Linked DNA regions of Mus musculus: region 2 is linked to region 1. A link is a contact called in public HiChIP or PLAC-seq data. All regions are on one chromosome and are shown on one strand. The core of a region is the stretch at or near the end of the contact, and the rest is flanking DNA. Distances in the headings are between cores, read along the strand shown. Region 1 holds the start of Hic1 (hypermethylated in cancer 1). Region 2 holds the start of Vps53 (VPS53 GARP complex subunit).

What was found. HiChIP or PLAC-seq counts read pairs in DNA pulled down with a chosen protein or histone mark.
Region 2: a FOXA1 HiChIP or PLAC-seq map of pancreatic cancer cells shows a contact between it and region 1. The contact joins the promoter of Vps53 here to the promoter of Hic1 in region 1. A contact is called at or near these places in 1 of 39 promoter capture datasets (pre-B cells) and 1 of 115 datasets of contacts at active chromatin or transcription factors (pancreatic cancer cells).

The regions. Positions count from the first base shown.
Region 1 is chr11:75,167,902-75,172,663 of GRCm38.p6, forward strand. It overlaps Hic1 (hypermethylated in cancer 1), which reads right to left and starts at 2,354. Exons shown (of 2, transcript NM_010430.2): 1 at 1,102-2,354. The coding sequence starts at 1,618.
Region 2 is chr11:76,177,543-76,182,304 of GRCm38.p6, forward strand. Vps53 (VPS53 GARP complex subunit) reads right to left here and starts at 2,096. Exons shown (of 22, transcript NM_026664.4): 1 at 1,871-2,096. The coding sequence starts at 1,957. It also overlaps a transcript of Tlcd3a not described here.

The DNA of each region.
Region 1 (4,762 bases), core at 1,104-3,603:
AGTAAAATGTCCGCTTCAGGAAAAGTCATTCAGGGCCGAGAAGTTTGCCCAAGTGGGGAGACAAGGAGCCGAGTTAGAAGCGCCTCCCGCCTCGAAAGAAGTTGCCCCGGTTAGGGGAAGTGATAAGGAAGACGGGAGCAAGATGCCCATCGAGGCACCGCCCTGGCCCGGGGCTGTCAGGCCTTCGTTAGGGCCGGCCGGCCCGGCCCGGGGAGCGGAGACAGTGGCTGCGGTGGCGGGCAGAGCGCGAAGGCCGGGCCCCGGCGCGGGGAGGGCGTTATATCGGGGCAGGAGGCTGAGGCAGGAAGCAGGTGGGGGGGAGGGGGGAGCCACGCAGCTCCCAGGGGAGGGAGGGGGCAGCGCCCCGGGCGGGCACGGCGCACAGCCGGCTGCGGCCCTGACCCTGGCCTGCGCCCCACCCGCGTTCTGGACCCAGCCGGGGCCTCGGCTCCACATCTCTTCCCCAGCTCCCCTCCGCCCCGTCTCCCCCGAAACTCTGCCGCCTCAAACTTCGGGGAAAACTTTCCCAACTTCAGACAGGGCGGGAGGAGCGCGCCGGCCCCAGCCCCCCTCCCTGGCCCCCAGTTCCTCCTCTGGGCCCCCAATTTCAGCAGCCTGGTGGCAGTGGGGACCCACACCAAATCTAAAGCCGCCCTGCCCTCCGGCGAGCACGCCCGCCCCTGTTCCCCGCCTGGCCCGCAGGGCCTCGCCGGCCCGTTACCTGCGGCGGCCGCCCAGCCCGGCTTCCCTCCCTGAGGCGGTGGCAGCTCCTAGCCTGCGCCCCACCCGCCCCGCTGCCAGGCGCCGAGCTGTGCCAGGGCAGCGCCCCTGCCAGCCCCGCCCGCCGGCTCCCCTTGCCTTCCCCTCTCCTCCCCAGCCCATGTGCGGGCAGAGCCGGCCCCGGGCCGCTGACCCCGCCGTGAACCCGGCGCCGAGCAGCGGCCCAGCCGTCCCGAGTCCTCTAGGGAAGACACTTAGAGCCCCAAACGCCAGCCGCGACCCGGGCGCCCACGCCTGAGGATGCTCCCGAGGTAGCCGGCGCACGAGGACCAGATTGTCCCGGGTCCCTTGCCCTTCCCTGTCGCCAACTCGAGGACCCACCTGGGGGGCATGTCGGAAGCCCCGGGCCCGGCTGCCGGCGGATCCAGGGGGGGACGTGGCTGCAGTGCGCTGCCCTCCGCCCGCCGGGCCCCCGGTCGGTCTGTCTTGCCGGTCCGTCCTCCCCGCGTCCTGGTCGCGTCTCAGCCCCTCCGCGCTTTCCGCACACTCTTATCTGGAGCGGCCCGAACCGGCAGACGCTGCCGCGGCCATGGCGCCACCTCGCGGCCACGCGGGGACTGTGTGCGGCTGGGCTGCGACCTCTGGCGCACACCTGGGCCAAGAGGCTTGCAGATGCGGAGCTGAGCAGATCTTGCAGGTTCGCGCGCTTCCAGATGTGCCCACCTGGAGACTCAGATATCGGACCTGGGAGTCCCATAAACCTGGGGGTTTTGTGCTGAGTGCTCCCGAGTACATATTTATATGTTATATCGCGCCAATTCGGGGGGGGGGAGGGGAAGGTTCTGTCTTCAAATGAGGAACTCTTAAGCCAGGGATGGTGGCGCATTCTTGTAATCATCCTAGCATAGCACCCAGGAGTTGGAAGCAAGAGGACCAGGAGTTCAAGGTCAGCCTCTACTACCTGAGACCCTATCTTAGAAAAGGGGTTGGGGTGGAACACTACGAACAGTATTCTGTGAGAGGGCGAGCTTAGAAATCCTAAGTGAGATGAAGGTACATACGTTCGGAGCAGGAGCGGGGCGGCTTTTATTAGACATTTCTGAACACCATTATTCACTTGGACTCAGTGGAGAGAGACACATTCCAACTCTCCCTCAGACACATGTTATCAGTATGCACATCATAAACCGTCCACACTCAAACTCTGTCCAAGCAGTGACAAGGGCGCGCCATGTTTACACAGACCGCCCACCCCCTCCCGGAGTCCCAACTTCTTGGGCTACTGCGGAGGCTACTACGTGAAACGGGGTAGAGGTCCTACCAAAGAGCCCTCCCCGAACTTGCGGGTCTCCAGAAGGACCCTAGAGCCCTCCATTGGAAATAGCTGGACAGAGCCCCCTTGCGACGTGCCCCTCAAGTCCCCAATCCCCCATCTAAGCAGTTTTGAGGGATCTTAGTTTGCCCCCCCCCAATACACCATTCGAGAGATATCACGAGAACGGGCGGCTTGAGACCCCCTCAAAAAAAGATCCTACACGCCACACAAGGGAGAGCTCATTCATGTTGGTGACTCCTCTTTTAGGAGGGAGGGGAGCGTGCACCAGCTCTTGGGTGCTCACCGGAAATGTCCCTGCATAGCGGGGCGGAGGCATAAGCACCGTTGCAAGCACCGCGCCTCCGTGGCCCACGCTCCGCCTCTTCCCCGCACCTCCTGACCCCCGCCCACGCTATAGGGGGGGTCCCCCCAAACCGCCCACAGCTTCTTATTGGCTGCGCCATCCTCCGTGGCCAAGCCGGAGAGGCTGGGGCTCAGAGTTACTATGGTAACCAATGAGGTTCCCGGGATCTCATCTCTCAGAGGCCTTGGAGAGCTTAGCAACCGCGCGGGGCGCAGGGCGGGTGGGGGCTACGCTCGCCGCACCCCACGCTGTCTTCGAGCCCCCACTCCCCCGCTTGAGGTAGTGGCTGAGTCACTCGCCCGGGGCAGCCGGCCGGGCCTCTAGCTGTACCAGTGAGACACCAAGGTCTTGGGCGCCTCCTAGAGGCTGCGTTTCTTTGGCAGGAGACTTCTATGCCTGGCCTAGGCTTCTGGTCCAAAGAGTCTTCAAGGCTCACCAGGTTTCCGCGACAGTGTGCTCCGCCTCCATCTAATCCACTTACTACTTCGTATCTCCGTACAGTGTCCATACAAGACAAACACTGCAGTCCCACGGTGGACTCCACAATTTCTGAGCTCTAGGAGAAGTGAAGAGGTACCTTGGTATCTCTGTCGAGGGATACGCCTTGGGGCTGAAGCGGAAGTGTAACGGAGCGTTTGAGGATAAGAAGGCTCCCCAGAAGTGCTCTTAGGGATGAGTTTTGACAACTCTGAGTTCTCCCACAAGCAAGGGTGTCTCTGATGTCTCTGTTTTAAATGTTTTCTCCTTTTAATGGGGTTAGATCGTGCGAGTCTGGAGAGAAAGCTCTGTATGTGTTTTACACAATGGAGTTTATCCGCTGGTTGACCCATAAGGAGGTCGGCTGGGTCTTCAGTTCCTTCTTGTTCTATCCCTCTCCACCGACTCAAGCCCTTGTTGTATCGCTATGGGGCCAACCACATAAACCTTGCCCAAGTTTCACTGTGTACTCCCCTCCCCTCCCCTCCCCTTCTCTCCTCTCCTCTCCTCCACGCCCCACCACCACCACCACCACAGTTTCAAGTCTACGGCTAGCCTCGAACTCACAAAGGCGTCTACTTCCCACGTACAAGGATGCGCACCACCATGCCCCTCCTCTTAACTTTGCTTTCCCCTTCTTCCTGAGCTCCTCTGGTCATCCTGGTGCAGCTTCCTCCTCTCCGTGAACGCATGACGACCCCATTTAGAGCCCGGAGACAGAATCGGGCTGTTTTGGAGGACCTGTTCCATATCGTATTTGCCTTTAGTCTATTCTGACTCCTTTAGAAAGGAGTCCCAGCTACACACACCCTCTGCCAAGCTATTGAGCCCCCTTAGTCTCATTTTCTCTCTTACAGGCTCTGCCTATGCCTATTCCACCCCACTGAGGTGGCCCCCTCGTGCCCCCTGGGGCACTGCCAAGTTGGCTCTCCAGTACTTGTCAGGCTAGCCCTTCCTTTTGTGGATACTCCGTACAGGGATTTTCCAAACTCTTACAGAAGATCTTCTGCTCATTTCTAAAGTCCAGACCACTCTCCTTAGACTCCCTGATCTTCTCTGCGGTTTCCACCATCTGACCGGTACCTTTCCTCCTGTGACCCAGTCAAGAAGCCTTCCAAAACTCCCAGGCTTCTCCACCCCTCTTTCCCCAGCTCCTAGATGTCAAAGTCCGAGGTGCACTCTACTCCCCTCCTAAACCGGTCCAGTTTCTTGCCTCACCCCCCACCCCCCCCCCACACACACACCAGGAGAGAGCGAGGATACCACGGTGGCCAAATGGGAGTGATACCATCGCGGGGCATCTTCTGGCGTCAGAGGACTGTAGGGTCTAGGGAATGAGCAGTGTGGTTTGGGGCTGCCAAGGGAGGACCCCTGCGGTCCAGGAGAAAAGAACTGAGATCCTAGGACTCGCAAAGCCCCGGAAGGGGAGAGTGAATAAACACAGAACGGGGCCTCACCCTCCCTGCACTATTCTCCCCCAGCCCGTCGCCTGCAGTTCCGGAAAGTTAACCCCTTGGAGGCCAAGCCTGGGGTTACGTACTCCCCTACCCAACCCTGCTTCCGCGTGCGCACCCTCCTCCCGCTCCAACTCCCTGTCGCTTCGTCCCGCCCTCCCCTACGCCCCCCCTCCCCGCTTGCCACTATAAATAGCCTCTTTTCCCGTTTCCTAAATTCTCTGCTGACGTCGGCAGCGCGTCAGTGTGTAGGAGCCGCGGCCGCATGAATGAGCCGCCGCACGAGTACTACGCGCGCCTATAAAAGCGGCGGCGCCGGCCGGGCTGCGGGAGGCAAGCCGGCACTGGTGCGACGCGGCCCGACAGGTAAGGACCACCAACAGTCGGAGATGGGCAGATGCGCGGACGCCATGGGAAGGCGAGGAGGGGACC
Region 2 (4,762 bases), core at 846-3,345, 1.0 Mb after region 1:
TTTTTTAAAAAGATTTATTTGTTTTATGTATATGAGTACACTGTAGTTCTCTTCACACACACCAGAAGAAGGCATCAGACCACATTACACATTACAGGTGGTTGTGAGCCACCATGTGGTTGCTGGGAATTGAACTCAGGACCTCTGGAAGAGCAGTCAGTGCTCTTAACCGCTGAGCCATCTCTCCAGCCCAAAGTTGAGAATTTTTGCAATTTGGGTGACACTAAAGAATATCCCTGGGGGCTGGTGAAATGGCTCAGTGGGTAAGAGCACCCGACTGCTCTTCCGAAGGTCCGAAGTTCAAATCCCAGCAACCACATGGTGGCTCACAACCATCTGTAACATGATCTGACGCCCTCTTCTGGAGTGTCTGAAGACAGCTACAGTGTACTTACATATAATAAATAAATCTTTAAAAAAAAAAAAAAAAGAATATCCCTAAGAGTCTTCTCTTCCCAACAAGAAGTTTTTTGTTGACTAAAGTCTCCTGTCAACTATATTAAGATGTATGGTCATAATATTAGAAGTAACTGTGTAGGTTTTTGTAAGGTTTTGTTGATAGAGGGAGAAAGATCTTCCTTAAGGGAACTGACATGGGGTTATAGTGTAAGAAGAAGCACATTAGGAGCTATGGATATTGCTTTGTGGTAAGACACTTATCTCATGTGCCAAGGATTTGTTCAACCTCCAATACTAATAAAAAAGAAAGGAAAGAAAGAGTGTGTCTCATTTAATGGCTATTGGGAAGGTAGCCCAAGTAAAATAATTCTACTACTAATAATTAGCATATATGGACCATTAATACTTTATTTTTTTGTTTTTCAAGACAGGTTTCTCTGTGTATCCCTGGCTGTCCTGGAACTCACTTTGTAGACCAGAGGTTGGGGAGACGTGTGCATGTGTATGTGTGTTTTGTCCAGGAGTAGTTTTCTCCCTCTATTTTGAGGATCCTGGGGAAGAGACTCAGGTCAGCAGGCTTGGTGGCACAGTGCCTTTACCCACTGAACTATCTCACTAGCCCTCAGTCTTTTAGTTATGGTACAGATTTGTCTTAGTTTGCTTTACATTGCTGTGATAACACAGCATGACCAAAAACAACTTGTAAAGTAAATAATTTATTTGGATTACAGGTTATAGTATGTCGTCATCAGGTGAAGCCAAGCCAGGAAATGGAGCAGAAATCACGAAGGAATGTTACTTACTGGCTTGCTTTCCATGGCTTGCTCAGCTTGCTTTTCTATACAATCCAGAACCTGCTGCCCAGGGGTGGTACCTCCCACAGTGGGCTGGGCCATTCTACAGCATCAACCAAGAAAATGCCCCCACAGATTGCCCGTGGGCCAATCTGATGGAAGCAATTCTCAACTGAGGCTTCCTTTTCCCAGATGACTCCAGCGAGTGTCAAGTGCGCGCGCACGCGCACACCAGCACAAGGGTCATTTTCCAGTATGCCGCCCCACAACCCTATTCTGTCATTCGTTTCCGCAATGGAAGTATCCCACTGCCAATTCCAAACCACTCCAAGAGTTTAACCAGAGAAATGGAAGAAGCCGCACTAGCTGGAAAATGAATAGAGTCTTAAAATCAACCATAATCCGAATTCTCTAGTCACGGGGCTCCCTCTAGGTTTATCCTGTCAAAGAGGACAGCTCGGCCCAAACTCAGCAGGGCGTAACAACCTCGGAAACACAGAGCCTAGAGAAGACGTGTTCGGTCCCCAGGCTGAAAAACCCATCCCCACCTTTACCACCATCCAGACTTCCGCTCAGCATAAGAACCGCCACCTTTCCAGCCTAGCAGGGGAGATTCGACCCTGGCCTAGAGCTGCCCCTTCCACCGCAGCTTCCTCCCGAGGGGGTGGAGCGCTCACCTGCTCGATGGCGAGTTGCACCTCTGGCGTGAGCTGCAGCACAGCCTCCAGCTCCTCCACAAACTCCAGTTCCTCCTCCTCCATCATCCCGCCGCTCAGCCCCCGACGCCCTCTCCAATCCTGCTCGCGACCTGTCTGTCACCAGGACCCCAGAAGAGCAAGCCTCCAGGTACGGGGCTCGAGGGAGCCGCTACTTACTCGGCTAGCCTGGCACTTCCGGAGAACTGGGCACTTCCGGGAACCGGGGGACTCTGGGATAGCGGAGGACTGACTTCCGCAGGCATGGCTGTCAAGTCCCTGGAAAATCTCCAGACAACCCTTAACCTCAAGTTCCCTGTTCGCACGCGGCGGGTTCTTAAGATTGAAAGCCCTCTCTTCTTCGCCCAGGGCGCATCCCCCACCAGCGCCGTAGTGTCGCCCGGGCGCCCCAGAGAGCGGTAGCCACGGCAGTGTCCCAATGGATGGGCAATAAGCCCCGCTGGCCATGAAGCCAACGTGCAACCCGCTCGCTGGATCCCCTTGGTCTAGGGCAGTCTGTGTCCCCCTGCCATCGGGAGTGAAATGACCCCAGCTGGTAAGTGGCAGTGTTGCCAAAGACATTTGAGGTTTGGGAGAGCTTCTGCTCCTTAGATAAGGATCTACTGGGCAGAATTGTCTGAAGCCTCCTCGCTAGGGTGGGGAGTAAGGAGAAAAGCGACCCAACGCTGGGAAGTGTTTGGTTTTTGAGACCGAATGTCCGGGCTGTACATCCTTATTTACACCCTTGATAACCTTATGATCTTGAACAAAGTATTCCCATCTGCCCTGCTTACACTACGTTAGATGGGGTGACATTAAATATGGAAGTATTATGCAAACTTAGGCAGGTAGTACAGGAAATGTTAGGGTGTTTAGCCGCGTACATTACAAAAAGAGGAGCCAGATAGCCCTGTGGAACCGCTTTTCCAGCAGGCACTGGAACAATGATGGAATTGCAGCCAAGGGAAGGGTTGCCTTACCAGTTCAACATTGTGAAAACCTCGACAGAGGAGTATCTGGCCCTGCTGAACTTTTTTTTTTTTTTCCGTACATATAGTTTTATAAAAATTGCTTCAGGAATAATATAATTTGCTTTTTTTTTTTTAGTTTTTAAAAAACATTATAGTTTTAGGAATGGAATTTTATTGTTGTTTTAGTTTGCCCCCCAAAAATGTGTGAGTAGTATAAGTTTTAGCAACAGCAACAAAAGAATGCTTTAAAATATAATTGCAGGAGGACTGTGAGAGACATCAAGATGGCTCAGCCAGTAGAGCATTTGCCCTCAAGCCTGATGCTTGAATTCATCCATCGAACCCACATGTTGATAAGAGAGTTCTAACTTCCACAAGTTACCCTCTAACCTCCACACATATATTATTGACTCATAAAAGTATTATTTTGACAATTATTTAATGACATAGCGATATATGCACAGTGTATTTCAGAAAGCAGAATATTTATTTCTGAGAGCAAAATTGGCTGGGTGTGATGGTACAAGCCTATAATCCCAACACTTGGAAGGTGAAGAGTAGGTGGATAAGGAAAATGTACTGTCTCAACCAAAAGCAAATGACAGGGAAATATATTTTTTCTTTATTTTCCCACACATCTACAATCAACATATGGTACTTTTTTTTGTGTTTGTTTGTTTGTTTGTTTGTTTTTCAAGACAGGGTTTCTCTGTGTAGCCTTGGCTGTCCTGGAACTCACTCTGTAGACCAGGCTGGCCTCGAACTCAGAAATCTGCCTGCCTCTGCCTCCCAAGTGCTGGGACTAAAGGCATGCGCCACCACTGCCCAGCTTTTTTTTTTTTTTTTCTCCATATGGTACTTTTATTATCAGAAACCATAGGTGCTGTCTGGATGTGGTGGCACATGCCTATAAATACCAGGATTCTGGGACCTGAAGCAGAAAGATGGAGAGTTTGAGGCTAGCTGGACTATGTAATGAAATTCTGTCTTAAAAATCAAAAAACAAAGGCTGGCAAGATAGCTGAGCCATTAAAGATGCTTGTTGTTCTTCCAGAGGATCCAGGACTTAAGTTCAGTTTCCAGCACCTTCATTGAGCAGCTGGCCACCGTGGAACTCCAGCTCCAAGGCATCAGACATCCCCTCCAGGAACACCCACACACAAGATGCACATATACATAATTTAAAAATAAAGGGGACAGAGAGATGGCTCAGCAGTTAAGAGCACTGGCTGATCTCCCGGACGACCTGGATTCAATTCCCAGCACCCACATGGTGGCTTACATCAGTCTGTAACTCCAGTTCCAAGGGAGCCAGCACCCTTTTATAGCTTCCTTGGACACCAGGCATGCACACGGTCTACACATATACATACAGGCAAAACACCCATACACGAAGAATTAAGAGATAAAAATAAGGTAAAGCTGAAAGGTGAAAGCGGGGTAGAGTGAGAGGAGAGAGAGAGAGAGAGAGAGAGAGAGAGAGAGAGGAAAGCATGTGTATCATTCTTGAAGGAACAGGAATGTGCAGTTTTATCGTGCCTTATTTTTCTATTTTAAATTAGATAGAATTTGCATGCAGTGAGATTAGCCGTTTCCGGTTTCCAGTGCTGTACATGAGCTTTGATAAATGCATGTTGTCATCGTGTCAGCACAGCACAGTCCGGCGGAGACACTTCCATCATCCCCTCCTTCACACCCACTCTATTGTCTGCAAATCACTGGCTGAGTTTTCCAGAATGTCATATAAATTCTCCAGGAATGGAGTCCTACAGCATGTCACCTTTTGACTCTTGTCTTCTCTCACTTAGCATCGTGGATCTGTGATTCATCTGTGTTATTATTTGTGCCATCAGTTTGTTTCTTGCTCCGTTGATTTGTCTATCTACTAGGTGATTTGGAAAAC